Regions from separate parts of the Mus musculus genome. Here region 1 is linked to region 2. Evidence: chromatin contacts called from public HiChIP or PLAC-seq data. All regions are on one chromosome and are shown on one strand. The core of a region is the stretch at or near the end of the contact, and the rest is flanking DNA. Distances in the headings are between cores, read along the strand shown. Region 1 has its middle 100 kb from the start of Gm22284. Region 2 has its middle 43 kb from the start of Gm12159.

Evidence for each region. HiChIP or PLAC-seq counts read pairs in DNA pulled down with a chosen protein or histone mark.
Region 1: a RAD21 HiChIP or PLAC-seq map of pro-B cells shows a contact between it and region 2, with 20 times the contacts expected there. The contact joins two enhancer-like sites. A contact is called at or near these places in 1 of 39 promoter capture datasets (the C10 cell line), 3 of 15 datasets of contacts at CTCF or cohesin (large pre-B cells, pro-B cells and stem cell-derived epiblast-like cells), 6 of 484 Hi-C or Micro-C datasets (the C10 cell line, CD4 T cells, adipose-derived mesenchymal stem cells and 2 more) and 3 of 115 datasets of contacts at active chromatin or transcription factors (fibro-adipogenic progenitors, heart atrium and large pre-B cells).

The regions. Positions count from the first base shown.
Region 1 is chr11:45,532,042-45,536,919 of GRCm38.p6, forward strand. No RefSeq gene overlaps it. Among named protein-coding and RNA genes, the nearest start is that of Gm22284, 100 kb to the right of the region's middle. Within about 2 kb of position 1,815, at least 10 of the 459 cell types and tissues checked have an H3K27ac peak or open chromatin away from gene starts, as enhancers often do. A contact at or near this core is called in pro-B cells, where this site is marked.
Region 2 is chr11:45,157,162-45,162,323 of GRCm38.p6, forward strand. No RefSeq gene overlaps it. Among named protein-coding and RNA genes, the nearest start is that of Gm12159, 43 kb to the left of the region's middle. Within about 2 kb of position 3,785, at least 12 of the 459 cell types and tissues checked have an H3K27ac peak or open chromatin away from gene starts, as enhancers often do. A contact at or near this core is called in pro-B cells, where this site is marked.

The sequences.
Region 1 (4,878 bases), core at 565-3,064, 370 kb after region 2:
GGATTAACTGACTTAACCGTGCTCTTTTCCAGGGTCTGGCACCAACCAGCCTTCCCACCTTCCCCATTCCCTGCTTCTCAGATACTTCACTCCACCTAGCTGCTCTACTTTGGGACTTCAATTTTCTGTCCGTCTTTTCCTTACTTCCCTCTTCATGGCTCCTCTACTCAATTTTCCCCTTTCCTTTGCCTCAGTACTACTTCAGTTATCCTTTAAGATACAGCTCTGTCCCCACACTCTAAAGTAATGCTTTCTTAGTCAGCCCCATTTTCCTTTATGTGCATTTCAAGATTGTCCAATACCACTATTAGACACTTGGTGTATCTCACTTGTAAGAGCATTTATTATTATTATTTTTTTTAGGGTCATCTGCCAATTTGTTTTGTATTAAGTCTGAGGCTATAACTGGTCCATTGTACATTTTTAAAGAATGCCGTCTGTGATGCTTTTTAGATGGGTAGTGGATAAGTGACTGGGTGAGTGGGGTGGATAGGTAGCTGAACTGGTAGTGGGTAGGCGTGTATGAACAGGTGAATGGACAGATTGGTGGATGGATAGATGGAAGAGTGGATGGGTGGATGGATAGATAGGTGGGTGGGTGAGCAGGGTGGACAGGTGGGTACATAGGTAGATAAACTGGTAGCCGAGTGGATAGGTGAATGTATGAATAGATGGATGGATGGATGGATGGATGGATGGATGGATGGATGGATGGATGGATAGGTGGGTGAGTGGGTGGGTAGGTAGGTGGTTAGACACATGGATAGGTTGCTGGATGGATAAATGGATGAATGGATGGTTAGAAGGGTGGATGGGTAGATGGATAGGTGGGTGGTCAGTAGATGATTTGAAGAACAAACCGAATGATACTATGTTGGAAAGCATCGGCAAGTACTGACAAATGTGGCCTGTTTATAGTCAATGGAAATAGAATGATGATTCCCCACTTGGGCAATGGCAAAGGAGTCACTGCAAAGGAGTCACTGGTCAGCTATTAACACTTACACATTGGGTGCTTGGATGCCCAGATGCTAAAATGAAAGTGGAGGTCTCAGAGCATGAGAATAGCTGTGATAAATCTTTCAAAACTCCAGCTTCACTCACGCCAGGACACTTAAGCAGGCCACCCATTGAAAGTTTGAAACCTCATGCAGACATTTTAAGAATAAATATACTATATGCTTTATACATTTTACGAAGATTTATGATCAGAATTACTAATGGCAAGTTCGGTGGCAGACAGGAGCAGTTGGATAAAAGACCTTTAGAATCTAAAATCTAGGTATGTAGTAGGTGCCAAGAAAAATATAAGGTCCTATCCCTGAGCTGTACAGGTGACATCTGTACAAAGAACAAAGAGTAAAGTCCTTGATACGTGTCAACTATTTCAGAGCACTCCCAAAGTACAAGGAACAGCTCAGATCACCATGCCAATAAAGTGACATGGGCCGTCTCTGAGTCCCTTTCTTAAGTAGTCATTGGCCCACATCCTTCTGAAGAAAAGCTTCAGGAACAGGTGTGCAAGAAGCAAACAGATTGGAAAGTTTGAGCTCAACTGTCAGTGGAACAATATTAGAGGTTTAAAAAAAAAAATTTGCACGGGGCTCTCCCCTGCAGGAAAGCAGGGAGTGGTCTCCTATGTCAGGAGGAACGTTAAAGCAGCCATCACATATGGCTGTGTATTTAGCTGGGTTGTTATCCCTGTTTTACTGATGACACAAGCCAAGATTCAGAGAGATAAGGAGAGCTGGCCAAGGGCAGGAGAGATGGTTTAGCAGTTTAGAGCACTGGGTGATCTTCCAGATGACCTGGGTTTGACTCCCAGCACCCACGGAGCAGCTCACTACCGCCCTCTTCTGGCTCCTCAAGCATCATGTACACAAGTGGTACAGAAAAATATACATGGAGGCAAAACCAGCAGACGCATAAAAAAAAAATTGTTCACATTTTTAAAAACCATGTTTGAAAAGAAATAATTGCCCAAGACCACAGAGCCAATCAGCATCAGAAGTAGGAGTTCAACCGATGTTGGTTTTCTCCTAAATGCCAGCACATTGTACCACAAGGCAGAACTCATAGCACATGTCAGTGAAGTCACCTACCTCATTATCATCCCATTTCATGGATGAAGAAACTGAGTCCATTCAAGATAAACCAGTCCATCCAAGAGCTCATTGTCAATTTGTGACAGGCTCTTCAGTATGGGGTAAAGCATTCTCATCCTTTATATCTATTCAGAATTCTAGACAGAGGATGGAAGGGGACTTCCAAAAGCTCTAGTGTCTGGGAACCACAAAGCTCTGATACCTAAAGGGGCAAAGCTAGATTCCTGAGTCGAGAGAGAGCTTTATTGAGCTGTGGCTGTAGTATAGAGAAACCCTTCCCTTTAGTAGAGAAAGCCACCAGCCCACCTACAACCTGGCAGGGGAGGAGGGGACCACGCACTCTCCTCAAGCTCACTCGCGCACAGTGCCTCCCATCCTCTGAATGCACCAAGAGGCAGGAAGGAAGGGGTTCCCATACTGACATTTCCAAGGTCCCAGAACACGACAGAAGGAGGAGAAAGGGATACAGAGGCAGGAGGCACACCACTCTGATATTCAGGGATGCTCTCTGCATCTCCCACCATGAGAAATCTAAGCTCTTAACAAACACTTCATGAAAGCTAATGCTGGACCAGGAAAACTTAACACTGAGAAACTCAGAGCTTCTTCCAGCAGAGAAAAGGATCTCTTCATCCCCATAGCAGACAGGCCTCCTGTCCTAATGTGGTCAGCCCTCCCCTGTATAGTGAGAAGAAGCCCTGTTCTAGCCACCTGGAGAACCACAGCTTCTCTTGAGACTTTTTGGCTCCAGAAGACAAGTCAGTGCTGGTCTTTTCAGGAATGGAGGCTGGTGTTTCCTAGTTCTTAGTAGTAAATGCCACGTTCTAAATAAAGACAATCCCAGATGAAAATGATTTAAACATCCCAGTAAGATACATCCCTCTTCTGTATACCCTTGATGTATACACATACACACATGTGCATGTGCACACACATACACATTTACACACATACACTTAGATACATGTATGCATATGCATATCTACATAGACACATTCATACTTGCATGCACACACACACACACACACACACACACACACACACACACACACACACTTACCATATATGCACACATGCTCATCCATTCTCACTTAGGAATGAGGTTTCTGGAATGCAGAAAACCTGCTTTCCAGGTTTGCCTAAAGTTTCACCCTCAACTTCCACAGATCGCCCAAACCCCCAGCTGATTTGCTCATATTTCCTCGTTTAAATCAACAGTCTGATTTTATCAACAATGCTCTGCGGAGGTTTATTTCTTCAAACAGACTGTGCTCCTCGTTGCTATAAAGTTAATTTTCTGTTCTTTGTTCACTTCCCTAATCTTCAAATTATATCCTCCTGTTCCCTGATTGCTTACTATTGGAAAAACAGCCCTTTTTTTGCTTCCAGTTTGAATATTTCAAGCCTTATCTTGATGACCCTAATCGCTCTCTCCCCTCGATGGCCTCTCAGGGAGGCAGTAAGTAACTAGCAAGGGTGTGGAACATCACAGGAACAGACAGGGCTCTGGGGCCAGGGCCAGGCTTCTGTGAGGACCACATTCTGCTTTCCCCCTTTCCTGTTTCTTGGAGTGTGGGAAGAGGCTGGCTTTGCTGCAGAGAGGATTAGAAATTCTGGGATCTGCTCCATGCTCTCAGAGAGTCTTAGTGGGAAGACAGAACTGAAGCTTGCAGAATCATGGACAAACGCTTCCGAGGTGGAACGACCTCTGCCTACGCTGCAGAAGAGATTTGATTTGATGATGCTGTTGAGAAACGGCCTAAGGAGGCCAGGCGGAGGAAACTTGACACTTGAGACTCAAAAACTCTGGGAATAGGGAAGGAGCAAAATGGAATCAGTCTTCAAACTTTTGAGATTCTTAAAGAAGAGAGGAGGAGACCCAGCTGTAACAAATGCTCAAGAGAAGTCAATCTGTTTGTGACCACATGGGGGGAAAGGAACTGAAGAAAAAAATAAAGAAATTGGTTTTGTGTGTGAGTTATTTATTTTGGTTTGGGTTGGGATGGGTTGGGAGAGAGGGAAGCTTTGATGTTGTTATTGTTGTTGTTGTTGTTGTTGTTGTTGTTGTTGTTGTTGTTTTAATTCTTTTTTTAAAAAATCCTAACCAAGATTATAGTGAGAGAAGTTTGGTCCCAAGATCAGACACCTAAGTTCTAATAACTTCAAGACTGATACACTACTAATGATGGCAAGACCAATAGATGTTCCCCGCACAAACAAACCATTGTTTCCTGATAGAATTTTCCATGTTTAATAATAATAAAGGCTGTGATTGTGTTTGCCAGACACTGTTCAAATACGTCCCCTGCACCTCTGCATTTAACCTTTAAAGTATTATTGTCCCAGTTTCACAGATGAGAAAGCTGAGACCCAGAGCCTGGTCATTTGGTGAGGGTCACAGGTAGCTAGGATTCCAGTGAGATCTATTTGTGCCCTAAGCTCACATTCAAACAGTTATTTCTGAAATGAATGTGTGGCTCACAACTGACGCATCATTCAGCATCCCGGCCTTGCCCTAGGTTTAATCATCACTGCGACTTCCTGTGAGGTGCTGTATTCCATCTACTCAGAATCTCCCTCCCGGCCTTATCTCTAGAACACAGTTTTCCAAGGTCCTTAGGCCATGCCAGGGCATGGCAACTCTTTGTTTAAAGTGTGTGTGTGTGTGGAGGGGGATCATAAACATTTTAGATGCCGCAGATTATATGTCTCTGTTCCGTATTTTTATTTGGTTTTGGCTTTTTCAATACTTTTAAAGATATACAATGTGTTG
Region 2 (5,162 bases), core at 2,535-5,034:
ATGAGTTCCGTGGTAGCAAGCATTAAACTGATGACAGCCAGTACAATCAACCAGTATGTTTGTATAGATGGGTTGAGATTTATTCTAGTGAAAGAGAAACCTTGACACTTGAGTAAGCTAGCACAATGACAGTTGGCTTCTCACTCCTACAGGAGTAGAAATTTCTCTTCCATTAGAAAGCAGGGATCTTTACCTCTTCTGACACCACTGTGTCAGTCAACCTGTAGCTTTAAGGTAGCCACAGCAGACAAAGACCTGAATGGAGGAGCGACCTGGCAGATGTTTCCCTTGACGCAGCCTCAGCTCCTAGCACCTCTGCTCACTGTCCCTCAGCCAGAGCTGATTCTAATGCCACATTCCAATAGAGCAGTGGTTATCAACCTGTGACTTGCAACCCCTTCTAAGTAGCATATCCGATACTTACAGTGTGATTCCTAACAGTAGTCAAGTTACAGTTAGGAAATAATTTTAGGATTAAGGGTCATAGGAGGTTGGGAGTCATATGAGGAATTGTATTAAAGGGCCACAGCACCGGGAAGATTGAGAGCCACTGCAATCCAGGGTAGCTGCTGTTACCGCAAACAAGGTAGATTGTCCAACTCATGCTGTCAGCCCCTAGTGTGCAGAGAATGCTTAGCATGTTGGCTTCTGAGTAGTGTCAGGTGAGTGCTATGGTCAGGGTCACTGCTTCTGACACCACTCCTGCCTGATTGATTCAGTGCAACTCTGACTTGGTGCAAACTTTCTTGTGTCTCCAGCCTGTGTGGTAGGTTCTGAGGTACATCCATTACTTTTCTGTTTTGCTATGGTAAAAAAAAAAAAACAAAACAAAACAAAAAAAAAAAAAACCATGACTCGAAGCAACTTATAGATGAAGAATGTGTTTCACTTTATAGTTTTAAAGCAATTAAGATTCCACGATGGCCAGAGAGACATGGCAACAGGAGGATGGAGCAAGATTCTGGGAGATCTCAATTGTGAAGAAGCAGCAGAGAAAGTGAACTGGGAGTGGGTGGAATGGAAACTCTCAAGACCCACTCCATCCTCCTTCCTCCAGCAAGGCTGTACCTCTTAAAAGTTCCATAACTTCCCCCAAACAACATCACTAACTAGGGGTCAAATACTAAGTCCCCGAGTCTATGGGATACATTTATCACTCACACAGTACCACAGTAACTGTTTCTCACTGTTATCTATGTTTCCTTACCTTTGTGCTCCGAGTCCTTTCCTTTTATGTCCTTTCCTTTTATCTTGCCCTCCAGCAGACCTCTAACCCAAATAACAGTCACAAGATTGGGCAATAATGTGTGGTGTTCAAATGCACTCCCAGTGTCCACTGTGATCCTGTACCAATTCATTCAGATAAGAAACTTGAACCTAATGACTCTTCTGTGAGAGAACATGGACTAGATATTGATGACCCTTCATTTTGGATAATCAAATAGAATGTCAGAGAGGTTTAGGGACTACTTTTAAGTCACACAGCCAACTGAGCTGAGGTTGACAACCAGTTAAAGAGCTGCCTGGCTCTCCTCTTGAGGCATCTAAGATTGGCATTTATTTTCCATAAGTAGCTATACACATTGTAAATCTTTTCTAAGTCTTATTTATGTCTCTCTCTCCCTCAAAGACAAACTTAATACATCGATCAATCCAAGTCAATCACACGGAAGACAATGGTTAACATGTTATTCTGTGCAGGCCATTTCGATGGCTACAAAGATGCTGTCCTAGCTCCAGAATCAGCTGATTGTTAAGAGCAGCTGTGAAGTACTGAGCTGCATGCTGTGGACATTGTTATTTTGAAGCAAGAATAAACATCTGCAAAGTGTCCCCAAATCATATCAAAGAAATAGCAGATATCCAATGAGAACAAAATATGATTGCACTCTTTGGCCTACATGGCAGTATCCAAAAAGGAAAGAAGAAAATGACAGAAATCTTAGACTGTGTAGAGATCTAGGAATAAGACATGCAAATAAAGATTGTGTAAATTTTCTTAAGTTAATATGACTTTCATTTTATAGTCCCCACTTGCGGGACGCAATGCGAAAGATTTTAGAAACCCAGTTGGAATAGCTCCAATTCAAAAACTAAAGATCCTAAGTTCCAAACCTGAGACTACTTGAACTTGACATGAGACCCCTAAGTAGGAACCTCCACACCTGACCTCGTGGCCTGGGTCACAGACAAAATGGATCTGCACTCAGCAGACTATATTAAAACTGTCTTCAGTCGATAGATATAAGATATACATATTAGTTGGTCCTATTTCCAAACTTTCTTGTTTTGTAGCTGCAAACATCTCCAAAATCTAAGAAAAAGGGGGGCTGGAGAGATGGCTCAGTGGTTAAGACCACTGATTGCTCTTCCAGAGGTCTTGAGTTCAATTCCCAGCAACTACATGGTGGCTCACAACCATCTGTAATAGGATCTGATGCTCTCTTCTGGTGTGTCTGAAGACAACTACAGTGTATTCATATAAATAAAAATAAATAAATAATGCAAAGAAATGAAAAAAATCCAAGAAAACAATCTGACCATCTAACCTACTGGTGTGTTCATCTCTGGGGAATGCTTTTCCTCCCTCCTGCTCTCAGCAGACCTTAGTTGCCTGTAGTTCTTTATGAGTCAGGGGTTGAGACTTTCTAGGCAGCCCCCATCAACATTACTATGACTATTAATTTTTCTTTGTTAATCTCATGTTTAGATTATCATGGTGTGGAAGCATACATAAAATTAGTAAAGTAGAAACTGAGCAGGTTGTACTTATGTGTCTAGAAATGCATAACTGTATATGTACGTCTATTTATATATGCATATATCTATAATATATACATTTATACATATATTTATACATATATTTATACATATATACACATATAATACATATGTGTACATGTACATATATAAATGCATATATGTATAAATATATATGTATATATAATATACATATACATTTAATCATATATATATATATATCATATATATATATATATATATCAATAGTTAAAGAAAAAGACTATGAATTTGAACAAGATCAAGGAGGAATATATGGGAGGGCTTAGGTGGAGGAAAGAGAAGTGGGAAATGGTGTAATTATATTAGAATCTCAAAAGATAAAATAAATAAATAACAAATTTAATTCACATCTGTTCCCAAGCATTTCTGATTAGCATTTTTCTGCCCATCTTCTCTTTACTTCTTATATCCCGTGGATGACATTAGGACAATCATCTCATAAGATGACTCTGGGGTTCACAGGGTTTAAGTATCTGAACCAAGTCACATAGCAAATGTCAGAGTTGGAATCAAACTAATTTCAAGATCTATCCTTCTTACACTACCAAATAACAAGATGGTATGGGGGTGGGGGTGCTTAGAAGAGTGTAAGGAGCCCGTTGTTTTTCCCAGAGTTCCGAGAGAAGATCAAAATATTGCCTCAGAGGAGAAGGCAGGAGTGCAGTGTGCCTGAGACTGCGGGAAGAATTCTGCCGTAGCACACAGTCTGGTTCTCTCAGAGAAACCTTGCCCTTGTATTTCTTGCACTGGACTTTCCCATAAATTTTTATTTTAAAGCTGTGACATCTTGCACTAGGCAGATAAAAAGCAAGGGAAGCCCCTGCAGAAATCCAACCTCTGTTGTATGTATGGAGAGGGCCATGTGTGTGCCACACGACAAGTGTGGTCATCAGAGGACAGTTTGTAGAAACTAATTCTCTCCTTCCTCCGGGTCCAACCCCTTTTCAGTATAATAGACTCAAATGAGGAAGTGCATGCTAAGACTCGGAAGATGCATTGCACATGTCCATGGAGTGAAAGAGGACAGATCGCGGTTTAGAGCTGAGCTCAGTGGCGCTTTTGGTAAGAAGCAAACTAGTCAATATTGGGGGAGGGAGGGTGTTCTGCTCAGCCACACAGGCTCTGCCATAGCGCTTCAGCTCCGCCCACACAGTGAGAAAACTGCCACACTCCGTGTGTAAGCAAATGAGTGTGAATGAGTCCAGTCAGCTTTGCTTATGGTTATGAAACATGCTGAACCTGGTGTGTGTGGACCCTGGTTTAGAATGTATGGTTCTTGGCCATTTCATGAGTTATCTACAAGAAAAAAGCTGCGGCCATAAGGACAGAAGGCTGTGTGGACTTGTTACTGGTTGGAAAGTATATGAGGATTTTATAAAAAGAAAGCACACGTAAACAAGGAAGTAGACATTACACGTTAGTGTGTTTAGGTAAGAGGTTCAGGAGGATGGATGCATGTTAGGAATAATTAGGCATGGTGGTTGTATGACACTGGATGAAGTCACCAAGTGCTACCATTCAGAACATGTTAAAGTGGTTAATCTTATTTGTGAATTTCACTTCAATTAAGTTTGTTTTGGTGCATCAATAGTTAATCTCCCCCAAAGCTTTAAACATAAAATGGCAGCATGACTCCTCTATTCAGCTGATCTACCAGGTTGCTTCTTGCTTTGGGTCCCAAAACAATTTATGTTTCCTAAGGCAGAAGAGGAAATATTTCTCATGGTCATGTGGCAATGTGATTTGATTAATTTTCCTGCTTCAGTATTACACAGATTTGATCTTGATGCCTAGCTTCTTTGGACCTGAGTTTCCCCACCAGCAAACACAGGTCAGGGAGTGTCCTGATAGGGTTATGAGAGCTCAGAGAAATTTGAATATACATAGTCTTAATCTCCTTGAGCTTCTAGAACACAAAACTAGGGTCTAGGGAAGAGGAGCTCCTCCAGATGTTAACTTCTCACAGTTCCAGTGAGTGAGGAGTCTATGGCCAAGGATGTGGCAGATGTGGTTCCCGATGGGGTCCTACTGCTGGGGTTTGTAGACATATGGTTTCTTGTTGTGTAACCATGTAGCCTTTCCTTGTGTGAGCATACTTGGAGGAAAACTAAAGAACTCTGTCCTTCTCTTCCTATAAGATATTAATTCTATCCTGTGGGATTTACCATCGTGCAGTAATATAAACCAGATTACCCTGTGAAGGCTTCTGCTGCAAGCACTGGAAGCTAGAATTTACACATATGAGTTAAAGGAGATGTACACATTAAGCCCACACAGCACATATCACCTAGGAGTATTCATAGCTATAGGTTGATAGCTTTGATTCTGCCATGCCTATGGCACATATTCCTTTACCTGCT